Regions from separate parts of the Oryctolagus cuniculus genome. Here region 2 is linked to region 1. The links are chromatin contacts, called in public Micro-C maps. All regions are on one chromosome and are shown on one strand. Each heading gives the region's core, a stretch centred on a gene start, on an enhancer-like site or on the middle of the called end of the contact. The rest is flanking DNA. Distances are from core to core; before and after follow the strand shown. Region 1 holds the start of RPS10 (ribosomal protein S10). Region 2 holds the start of SMIM29 (small integral membrane protein 29).

What was found. A called contact is a pair of places that touch in the nucleus more often than the background predicts.
Region 2: a contact with region 1 is called in a Micro-C map of ear pinna, with 5 times the contacts expected there. The contact joins the promoter of SMIM29 here to the promoter of RPS10 in region 1. A contact is called at or near these places in 4 of 6 Hi-C or Micro-C datasets (ear pinna, psoas muscle, skin fibroblasts and 1 more).

Annotation. Positions count from the first base shown.
Region 1 is chr5:134,951,929-134,957,541 of mOryCun1.1, reverse strand. It overlaps RPS10 (ribosomal protein S10), which reads right to left and starts at 2,315. Exons shown (of 6, transcript XM_002714611.5): 1 at 2,128-2,315; 2 at 1,367-1,516; 3 at 1,075-1,246. The coding sequence starts at 2,307.
Region 2 is chr5:135,089,764-135,095,376 of mOryCun1.1, reverse strand. SMIM29 (small integral membrane protein 29) reads right to left here and starts at 3,163. Exons shown (of 5, transcript XM_002714604.5): 1 at 3,097-3,163; 2 at 1,938-2,120; 3 at 1,808-1,833; 4 at 1,521-1,626; 5 at 1,085-1,417. The coding sequence starts at 2,048. The coding sequence ends at 1,352. It overlaps LOC138849675 (a long non-coding RNA gene), which reads left to right and starts at 2,116. Exons shown (of 2, transcript XR_011388719.1): 1 at 2,116-2,855. HMGA1 (high mobility group AT-hook 1) reads left to right here. Exons shown (of 6, transcript XM_070074181.1): 6 at 1-961.

The DNA of each region.
Region 1 (5,613 bases), core at 1,066-3,565:
CTTAAACCACCTCTAGCTAATTTACAGTACCTAACACAACTTAAATGCTTGTTCTGCTATATTTAGAAAACAATGACCAGAGAGTGTATGCAGATCAGTACAGATGCAATTTCTCCCCAGTACTTATGTTCCTCAGTTGAATCTGTGGCTGCAGAACCCACGGATGTGGAGGGCCAAATATTTGCTAAAGCACAGCTTAAAAAAACCATAAACATCGGAAGTAACAATTTCATCTTCTAAAAAAATCTTCACTCAGTTACCACCCTAGAATTTACCTGAAATCTGTATGAGTAAAAAGTTAAATGAAACAGACCTTATGGCAAGTGGGAAAAAAAACTGTCACACAAAACACCAGGCCCACCCACACTGATTCAATCAGAATCTGCGACATCCCCCAGATGCAGGAGGGAACTTCTGCTGTAGAGATACAGAATCCCACCTCAAGGAGCTTTCATTACCAACATACATTCCTGACTCCATGAAATCACTCTTCAGAACAGGGGAAGTCTGATGAGCATGTTTTCAAAAACCTCTGCCTCTCAGCCCCGCAGCCCACAGCGTCTGCAGCTCCTACAAAGTTCACATGACAAGGAACCCAACCCTTTGCCAACAAGCAACTCTTAGCCAGCAATGATCTCAGGAGTCAGAAGATAGCTCCCCAGCCAAGATGCACTGCACGCCACAGTTGTACACGCATCTGTTTTCCCTCTAACGTTGTAATTTCTGCTCCCGTTGCCAAAAAAATACAAAATGGTTCATTTCCCCACAATGATTAGTTTTGCTTTGGACTCCTTGAGAAAGCACAAACTCACTCTGCTGCTCACAAAATGGTCACTCAATGCTCTACCCCATGTCTGGATATTTGCACAAGGACTGGAGAAGACAGACCAACTTTCTACTCGTCTAAGGCCATTCCAGGATGGAAGTCCCACGTCAGGGGACAAAGGTTCCCGAACCTGACCAAGAGTCCGTGTGCCATAACCCTTCTACAGCTGACACCAACGATGTCTCCCGAGAACACCCCTGTCCCCACACCCACTCCTCCCGCTTCCAAGCAGGCCCCTGGCCGTGTACCTTTGGGCCTGGGCCTGCCGGTCTCGGGTCGGCTGCGGCGCAGGGTGGCAGGCACGATCTCAGGGGGCAGGTGGAGGTAGTCCCGGAGATACTGGATGCCCTCGTTGGTGAGGTACCAGTAGAAGTGTCTCCACGCAAACTGCTCCTTCACGTAGCCTCGAGACTTGAGCGACTGCAAGGCAGAAAATGACCGTTAAAAACGCCGCCGAAGCCTGGGGGTCAAAACGAGAGGCAAACACTTTTAGTTGGCCTTGATGATGACCCAAAACCCCACTCCCAGCCCCACACACACCTGCATGGCCTTCATGACGTGGAGGTTGGGCACGTTCTTGTCCGCCAGCTCCGGGTGCTTCGGCATGTGCACGTCCTTTTTGGCTACCATCACCCCCTCCTTGAAGAGGAGTTCGTAAATGGCAATGCGATTCTTCTTGGGCATCAACATCTGCAGAAAGGAAAATGGCCAAGTTCACGGGCCTCATAACGACCCCGCCAAACCACTGGGCACCCCACAGAAATGTGCAGATCGAAAAACTACTGCACGCGCCCCCGACGGCGTATGCGGAAGAGAAGCAGCAGCAGACTGCGTTGTGGGTACCTGGGGACCATCGGCGGCTGCACCCTAAGGCGCGCAGACACGTTCCGGGGAAGAAAGCTGTCGCTTCTCGACAGGCTGCTGACTCCAAGGCGAAGCGCCAAGGCCTTCGCCCCCTCCACTCCTCCCCGACTAGAGCTCCAGCGCCAGCCAGGCAGGCGGCGCCGACTCGGGTCTTCCCCGAGCTAAGCGTGTGCAGGCAGGCTGCTGTCTTCCCAGCCTCGCCCGGCTGGCCCCCTCGCGCAACAGCTTCATCCTCCTGCCGTCAACCGGACGCCAATCTTCGCCAACCCGCGTCCCTCTACCCAGGGAAAGGCGCCCCAGACCCTCTCGCTGCTCAAAAATACATGCGTGGAAAGAATGAGAGAAGGCCCCCGCCCGACCCTACAGAAGCGGGGGCGCTTCGGCGGCAGGATGGCCCCGATGGGTGCCGATGGAAACCAAACCCCGCCAGAACTCACCGCGGCGGCTGTAGGGTTCGGAGCCGAGGCCGGAAAGGAAGGGGCATGCGCGGCGCAGCGTCTCTTCCGGGCTGGCGTGGCCCCGCCCCCCGTCAGGACCCGCGCGCTGTCTGGGGTGGCCTCGGCGGTGCCTGAGGGACGCGAGGCTCTCGCCGCTGCTCTGCCCGCCCTCGTGCGCATGCGCGAGGACAGCGCTGTCGGGATCACGCCTGCGTTTTCAATCTCTGGTTATTTGTGTTCCCGCTGAAACTGGACGCTGGTAGCGTGTTTGTTTTCCCTGCCCTATAGTTTAACTGCAGGTGACTCTTCCATACTCTTGGAGCAGGAAGAAAGAGAACATGAAGATAAAATAATAATGTAACAATAACCAAAAAAGCCAGAAAAAAAATTTTTAACATTTTAATATATTTTTTTTGACAGGCAGAGTGGACAGTGAGAGAGAGACAGAGAAAGGTCTTCCTTTTTGCCGTTGGTTCACCCTCCAATGGCCGCCGCGGCCGGCGCACCGCGCTGATCCAAAGGCAGGAGCCAGGTGCTTCTCCTGGTCTCCCACGGGGTGCAGGGCCCAAGCACTTGGGCCATCCTCCACTGCACTTCCGGGCCACAGCAGAGAGCTGGCCTGGAAGAGGGGCAACCGGGACTAGAACCCGGTGTGCCGGCGCCACAAGGCGGAGGATTAGCCTAGTGAGCCGTGGCGCCGGCCCATATACATGTGTTATGTATGACATGTTTTGTGAGCTTTTTTCCTCTGAGAATCTCTTCACGTTAACATCTCTGATTTTAATGACTGTTGAAGTCAGCTGGTGAATAATCAACACTCTAATTGATTATATATGTTTAAAGATTTATTTATTTATTTGAAAGGCAGAGTTACAGAGAGGCAGAGGTAGAGAGAGAGGTGTTCCATCCACTGGTTCACTCCCCAGTTGGCTGCAACGGCCGGAGTGGCTGTGATCTGAAGCCAGGAGCCAGGAGCTTCTTCTGGGTCTCCCATGTGGGTGCTGTGGGCAGACAATTAGGCTAGGGAGATTCCGGGAAGAGGCAGGAAGAACCTAAACCTTTCACGAGAGATGATATAGATAATCAGTCACAGCTGAAACCTGCATTTATCACCCAAGTGTTTTATTGTACCCTGTAATCAATAATTAAGAACCTTGTCGGGAACTCTTTGTAACCTTAAAAGCCTTTTTTGATATGTAAATCTTTTGTGCTCCTTCTTGAACAACTGGTCATGTTTAAATACTACTAGATTTGTTCAATAAAGGAGCCTTGATCAGGACTTGTCTTGGCTCCATTCTTTGCGTCCTTGTCCCCACATTCCCACTCTCTGTTTCAGGAAACCCAGTTCATTGTGCTGCAGGTCGGCACAGGTGCAGGGGCCCAAGGACTTGGTCCATCTTCTACTGCTTTCCCAGACCATAGCAGAGAGCTGGATAGGAAGAGGAGCAGCCGGGACTTGAACCAGTGCCCATTTGGGATGCTGGCACTGCAGGCAGTGGCTTTACCAGCTACGGCACAGAGCCGGCCCCCATACAAAAGCTCTTAACCTGGGGCGGCATTTGACACAATGGTTAACATGCCACTTGAGACACCTGTATCCCATTTTTGGGTTTGCGTTCATCTCTGCTCCCAATCCCAGCTTCCCTCTAATGTGTACCCTGGGGGGCAGCAGGGCATGGCTCAAGAGGTTGGGTCCTCGCTGTCTGCTTATGAGACCCTGACAGCTCTGGGCTCTTGCCTTTGGCCTGGCCCTGCCTGTTGCAGGCATCTGGGGAATGAACCAGTGGATGGGAGACTTCTGTCTCTCTCTCTCTTTTTTAAGATTTATTTTATTTACTTGAAAGGCAGAGTGACAGAGAGGGTGAGACAGAGAGAGAAAGAGATCTTCCATTGGCCGGTTCACTCCCCCATATGCCTGCAACAGCGAAGACAAGGCTGGGCCAAAGCCAGGAGCCTGGAGCTCCTATGTTAACTACCATCCAGGCAGTGATGGTTTGGAAAACAATTTAAGTGTCTCCCCATGCACTAAATAAAGTCTTGACCCCCCCCCCCCACCAGAGTCTCATGCTAGTTGATTAAGATGGAACTTAACGGAATGATGGTGTCTGAGGGTGGGGCCTTAGGAAGTGATTAGATTGGACGAGGCTGTCAGGGTGGGGCCCCATGATCCAATCCTGATGGTTTTCAGCACAGACAGGTGAGTGTGGAGGGCAGGGTGTGCCCCTGGCCTGCGTGTGGAGCATCCCCATTGCCAAGCTCCACCAAGGCCAGACTAGGGGGTTTGCCTGATCCTGAACTGTGACCCTCCAAACTGTGAGCCAAAATAAACCTCTTCCCTCCTAAAGGCTTCCCCTCAGCCCAGGGTGCTGCAGGACTGGCTCACACAGAGACCAAGACCACACTGCGTCCAGTCCCCGGGAGGATCTCTTCCACTCACTCCCAGTACGCTGCGGACCGATGTCACCACCGTGCGAGCTTGGGCCCGGCCAGCGGCCCCTCCGCACTGTTAGGCCTGGCCCGGGTGTCACTAGGTGGTTACTGTGGAGTGGCGTTCCATGTAAAGATAATTTGTCTACCCAGTCCCCACTTCTTTTTCTTTCTTTCTTTCTTTCTTTCTTTTTTTTTTTTTTTTTTTTTTTTTTTTTTTTTTTTTTTTGACAGGCAGAGTGGACAGTGAGAGAGAGAGACAGAGAGAGAGAGAAAGGTCTTCCTTTGCCGTTGGTTCACCCTCCAATGGTCGCCACAGCCGGCGCGCTGCAGCCGGTGCAGCACTGCGCGGATCCGAAGCCAGTAGCCAGGTGCTTCTCCTGGTCTCCCATGCGGGTGCAGGGCCCAAGCACTTGGGCCATCCTCCACTGCACTCCCTGGCCACAGCAGAGAGCTGGCCTGGAAGAGGGGCAACCGGGACCCCGCTGTGCTGGCGCCGCAAGGTGGAGGATTAGCCTATTGAGCCACAGCACCGGCCTCCCAGTCCCAACTTGGTGAATGTGTAGGTTGTTCCCGTGTTTGGCTGTTATAAATAAGCTGTTAGCAATGTTCCCACACGTAAGTTTTGGGTACGGGTTGGCAGCAGTTCCAGAAACAGCCAAAGTTGAGGACCAGTGACTTTGAGGAGTCCACGTCCCCAGGGACTCCTGGGGGTCTCACCAGATTGGAAATGAGTGAACTACGGCTTGGAAAGACTTTGAGTTGCTCTTTGGTTCCTTCTGAGATCCCTGGGCCTTTATGAAAATCCCTGTGTCACAGCAGTCACAGGGGAAGCCCTGGAGAGCACGGCCCTATGGCCAGCACCACGGCCCAGCAGGCTCTCTGCTGCCGGTGCTGTGGAGCCCCAGGGACAGAGGATAGAGGTTCATGATCCAGGAAGAGCAATGCCCCAGCCAGGGCCGCCCCTGGTCCTGTCTGCATCTCCTTTTTTTTTTTTTTTAATTAGTTAATTTATTTATTTTTTGACAGGCAGAGTTTGACAGTTGAGAGAGAGAGAGA
Region 2 (5,613 bases), core at 1,914-4,413, 140 kb before region 1:
TTCCCACTTAGCCGCACCCTGCACCTGCCGCGACCCCGCTCCCTGGCCGGTGGGAACACTGCTTTGTGGGCTCTTGGTTTGGGGGCCCTTTCTCGGCTCTACTGTTCCCTCTGGCTTCCCAGAGAGGGGGCTGAGAGGGCTCCCCTGGCCTTAAGGGGCCCAGGCCCCATCTCATTCTGACATGCACCACTCCATTGCCCTGGTGGCAGCAGGTGTGGCCAATAGCCCCCTGGGATGCCCCAATAACCACAGCCACCAGGTGGGGCTCCCACCCCGTGTTCTGCTTTCCCTCACCTCACCAGGTCCCTGTCCGAGGATGGGCAGCCGCCTGCCCACCCTGCAGCCACTCTGGGATTTGGGTATTGCAGTTAGACGTGCAGCAGGGTCGCCTGTTGTCCAAGTGAGGCCCAGGGTCCCTGTGGCAGCCACCCGAGGGGGGCTGGGGCCGTGCCCACCCCTCCCTGCTTCTGCTCTAGGCCTGTCTCCCTCCCATGGGGCACTAATAACAAGGAGCTAGCCCTGCCCGCCCCCACCCCTCCTGCTCCGCCCCACCCCCCAAGGTTCTGGTTCCATCTTTCCTCTGTTCACAAACTACCTCTGGACAGTTGTGTTGTTTTTTGTTCAATGTTTTGTCCTTAGACATCCCATCACCGCTGCTGCTGTCAGCGCCGAACGCTCCCCCCATTGCCCGCCTCATTCTGTCCGCATCCCTCCCCCGGGACAAGGGGGCTGGGGCGCAGCAGGCTGGGGCCCTGACACTCAGGCCCAGGGAAGGTGGGGCCTCACCCCGAGGGTGCTGCAGCAGAGCCAGGGGGCCCGTGTTTGTCCTGAAGGGTGTAGGAGCCGCCTTCTCCCCCTGTTCTGTTGGGGAGGGGGCAGCCGTTTTATGTCCCAGCCTGGGGCTCCCCCTTTGGTTTCCTATTTGCAGTTACTTGAATAAAAAAATATCCTTTTCTGGAAAGGAGTGTGGTTGTGCTCTAAGGCCTGGGGGGCGGGGGTGGCAGGGGGAGTGGCACTCTGGGGACCTCAGGCTGGGGTTGGAGCCTCAGGTAATTTAACCCCCTTTGAAGAATTCTGCCGCGTCTCTAGCCACAAAACCATTTATTTACAAAATATGTATACTGAGTATTATACATCTGGGTCCCTCGCTGTGGAAACCCAAAGCCAGTCCAGGATCCAGGGAACCTATAGAAAGCAAAGTTGTCTCCCAGCTGCCTCTGCCCCGGGGAGGAGGCCCCCATTAGTGCCGGGAGGTGGGTGAGGGCTGAGGGCAGGGTGAGGCTGCTGAGCAGAGTTGGGGGGGCGGGGAAGCAGACTGCAGGACCCCCGAGGCTCCGGCCGGGGGCTCAGGTCAGGTCTTGACATCCAGCAGGGGCACCCGCTTGTGCTGGTAGCCACTCTGCCAGCCGTGCACCACCTGTGGGGCGGAGGTCACACAAGGCTGGGTTGGAGGAGGCGCCCCCAGCCACGCCCAGGTGGGGAGGGCAGAAGCAGCCTGGGTTTCCCCTGCCCCTACTCACCTTCGGGTCTCCCACGTCCGACAGGAGCTCCTGCTCAGCCTCGTGCAGCTCCTCAGCCGGGTCGTAGCTGTACATGGGGAGCAGGTGGTGGCGAAGCCGGTCCACCCTGGGGGCAGGGCGGGATGCTCAGCCCAGGCCCCCAACCCTCACAAGACCTGCCTGGACCCCAGGCAAGGACGGGCCCTTCCCTGGAGAGCTGGTGGGGGCAGGGGGAACATCTCCCGAGGGATGAGGGTGCAGAGGGCTCAGGGGAAGGAGTTTAAGCAGTGGGGGGCAGTGCCACTCACCGTTTTCTCTTCTGGACATACATTACCTGCAACAGAGACAGCACTGGGCAGCACTGGGCTGCTAGGCCCCCCGCCCCCTTACAGAACACAGCTGAGATGTGTGCAGAGGTGGGGGGGGGGGGCTCCTTACCACGGCCACCACCACCCCGACCAGGGTGATGAGGAAGAAAGGGCCCAACACATAGCCCACCATGGAGTCGCTGTTGGCCTGGGGCGCATTGGGCACTGTGGTGTTACTCATGACACCGGCAGGCGGAGCGCGCGGTGGTCAGCATGGGCAGTGGTGCCTGGGAGGGCGCCTCCACCGGGCTCCCTGGGGAGGAGGAAGGGAGGTTACCATTGCACCCAGACTTCTACACCCCCACCCAGGGAGCACTATGAATACGGGCCCTAGGTCAAGTGTTGGGATGAGGGGTCCCCCAGACACCCCTGCTGGGTGTAACCAGCCCAGAACTCCGCAAATTCGGTAAGAAGGCCTAGGTCTGGTGCCCAAAGTCCTGTCCAGCTCTTATCCCGAAATCAGGGTGGGGCTCGGATCAGATGCCGGGCAAACATTTGCAAGCCTCCACTTCTGGGGAAAGGTCAGTAGCAAGTTCCCTGTTCCCTCAGACCTGGGCACCGGGGCTGCAGTTCCTGCCCAGGGGCGCACGCCAACATAGGGAGGTCCTGAGCTGCGGCCTGGGGGTGAGGCGGCAGCGCCCCAGCCGACCCCCACACTTCGACTACAGGCCACATGCCGGCGCTCTGTGCCCTCCTCGGCCCTGGGGTCACCCCAGACACAGTCCGGACATCCCCTCGGCGGTCCCCACGCCAGGGTGCACACAGCGGGCAGGGCTGGCCTGTATCTTCGAGATGATGTCACCTCCCTCGAGTCCCTCTGGTCCCCACCCGGGGCTCCGCCCAGGTCCCTCCCTCCTGGTCTGGAGGGCGCGGAAGGGGAGCGGGTCAGCTCCCTTTGACAGACGCGAGATCGTCCCGGGGCGGCTGCACGCTGGTGAACCGAGGGCCCTGACCCGGCTTCTCCAGGGTCTCTGTCAGGGCGTCAGGGGTGAGCGACCGCGCCGTGTCCCGGGGGCGCTGGGCTCGCCCCCGTCACCCAGTGCCCTCTCCTGCTCCCAGGGCGGGGAGGGCGTCAGGACGGGCCAGAGACGGCAGGCGGGAGGCAGTTCCCACGGCGCGGGGAGGCTCAGGCCGGGGTGGGGGTGTGGGGAGCGCCGAGGGGCCGCCCCGCGCCCCGGCATCCTGGGATGCCGGCGCTCCGCTGCCCAGCCACCCCGGCCATGCCTTACCTCCCGCCGCCGCAGCCCCGACAGGAACGCCCTCGCTTGGCTCCCCGGCCCCGGAAGAGCCCGCAGCGCGTGATCAAAGGACCCGGGGAAGTGGGCGGGGCCTGGGCCGCCGGGCTCAGCCAATCCGGTGGTGGAAGGAGGCCGGCCTGGAGCCTTCTGGAGCCGCCAATCCGGAGGCGGGGTGGGTGCATGGGGCGGGGTCGGGGCGGAGGGAAGCTCCCTGGCTTGCAGGGCCCCGGCGGCGGCGGCAGGGGGCGACCGAGGGCTGCGCAGCGGGGGAGGAGGGGCGGGCCGGGCGCGCTCGGTTTCCCGGCGGCCCCCGGGCCGAGGCGGGCTGCGCGCCCGAAGCTGCGGATCGGGTTCCGGGAGCGGCCGGCGTGGGTTCGGAGCCCGCCGCCTGGTTGGAGCCCGAGCGCCGGGCCCGCAAGGCCTCGCCCAGTGTTGGTTGGCCGGCCCCTGGGACTGTCTTAGCGGGAGGGCAAGCACGCACGAGACGCCGGCGCCTGCAGGTCCCGGGTGGGTTTCTCTGTGTTCTGTGGTTTTTGAGTCTGGAGGCCGCAGAGACCCCCGGCCCTGGCTCCTGTCAGAACTGGGCCGGCCTGGCCTTGCAAGGACGTGAGGAGCAAGCGAGGGGTCGTGATGGCCGTCCACGCATGCGGCTTCTGCCCTCGTCCTTCGGACCTCCGGCCCCATGTCTGAGCGCTCATGCCCGTCAGGCTAGTGTGTGCAGGGGGCCAGGTGTCAGGGTGAGGGACTCGGCGTGTTTTAGCTTTCCTCGCTCCTGGGACAGAGCACCCTGACCTCAGGTGACGCTGTGCAAGCCGAGGCCTAGAGCGCCGTATTGAGCCGCCAGGCCTTCGACCTGATAGTCCAGGGCAAGGCGAACGGCGTGGTGGGGCAGCCCTGTGGCTTCCTCCGGCGCGGGGGCCGCCCCAAGCCCAGCCCGGGAACAGCTCCAGCTCTGCCTGGCCTCTTCCTGCCGGTGTTGAGGCTGCTCGGGCTTTCTCCCTCTCTGTGTTGCTGTGGCTACAGCTTGGCGGAGGGCAAGAGGACTGAGGCGTCAGAGCGAACCGGCAAAGGCGAGACCTGAAAAGGTTGAGCTGTTTGCAAGCGACCGCACTGCAGAACGAGGGTTGCGGACAGGCATAGACCTGGAAGACATCCGGCCTGCAACATGGTAGCATTCATAGTACCTGGCATCTGTCAAGACAGTGACCCATAAACACCCAGGCACGGGGCGGCGCTGTGGCACAGCAGGGCAAGCCACTGCCTTCTAAACTGGCATCCCGTGGGGGTATCTTGAGTCCGGGCTGCTTAGCCTCACATCAAGCTCCCTAATAACTAACAGAATCATAGAGTTACAGATGCCCACAAATGAGATAAAAATGGAATAAAAATACTTGTAAAAGAAGGCAGAGTGGCCTGGTGCTGTGGCCTAGCGGGTAAAGCCACTGCCTGCAGTGCCGGCATCCCATATGGGCGCTGGTTCAAGTCCTGGCTGCTCCACTTTCAATCCAGCTCTCTGCTATGGCCTGGGAAAGCAGTAGAAGGTGGCCCAAGTCCTTGGGCCCCTGCACCTGAGTGGGAGACCCAGAAGAGGCTCCTGGCTCCTGGCACCTGGATGGGTGCAGTTCCGGCTATTGCAGCCATCAGGAAAGTGAACCAATGGATGGAAGACCTCTCCCTGTCTCTGTCTCTGCCTTTCAAATAAATAAATAAGTCTTTACAAAAAAAAAAAAAAAAAAAAAAAAAAAAAAAAAAGAAGGCAGAAGCAGAAAGGGGGAACAAAGAACAGATAACAACAACTAGAAAACAAATAACAGGAAATAGAACTGAAACCTAACTATCAATAATTATATTAAAAGTAAGTGGTCTAAACAACCCCATTAAATGGCAAAGACTTTCATATTCGATTAAAGTGAGATTCAACAATATTCTGCCCCAAGATCGCACTTTGAATACCTTCAGATGTGCTAAAAGTAAAAGGATTTGAGAGTCAAAACTGGAGAGGCTACCCCAGGATCAGAGAAAGCTGACTTCAGAGCGCAGGACGTTACCAGGGATAAAGAAGGTAATTCCACGGTGACAAAGGAGTTAATTGAAGAAATAAGCTTCAATGTTCATGTACCAGATAAGAGAGCTTCAAAAGATATGAAGTAACAACTGACAACTGCAAAAGCAAAAAAAGTCACAGTTATAATCCGAGATGACCGTATGGTTCTCTCAGTAACTGGTAAGAGGAGACATGAGCAGCCAGAATGCGGTGGACTTGAACACTGTCCATGAACGTGACCTGACTGCCATTCACAGGACACTCCACTTAACCACAGCATAACAGGGGCCGGCACTGTGGCTCAGCGGGTCACCTGTGGCGCCAGCATCCCATATGGGCCCCAGTTCAAGTCCCTGCTGCTCCACTTCTGATCCAGCTCCCTGATAATGCACCCGGGAAAGCAGTGGAAGATGGCCCAGGTGCTTGTGCCCCTGCCACTCACTTGGGCGACTCAGATGAAGCTC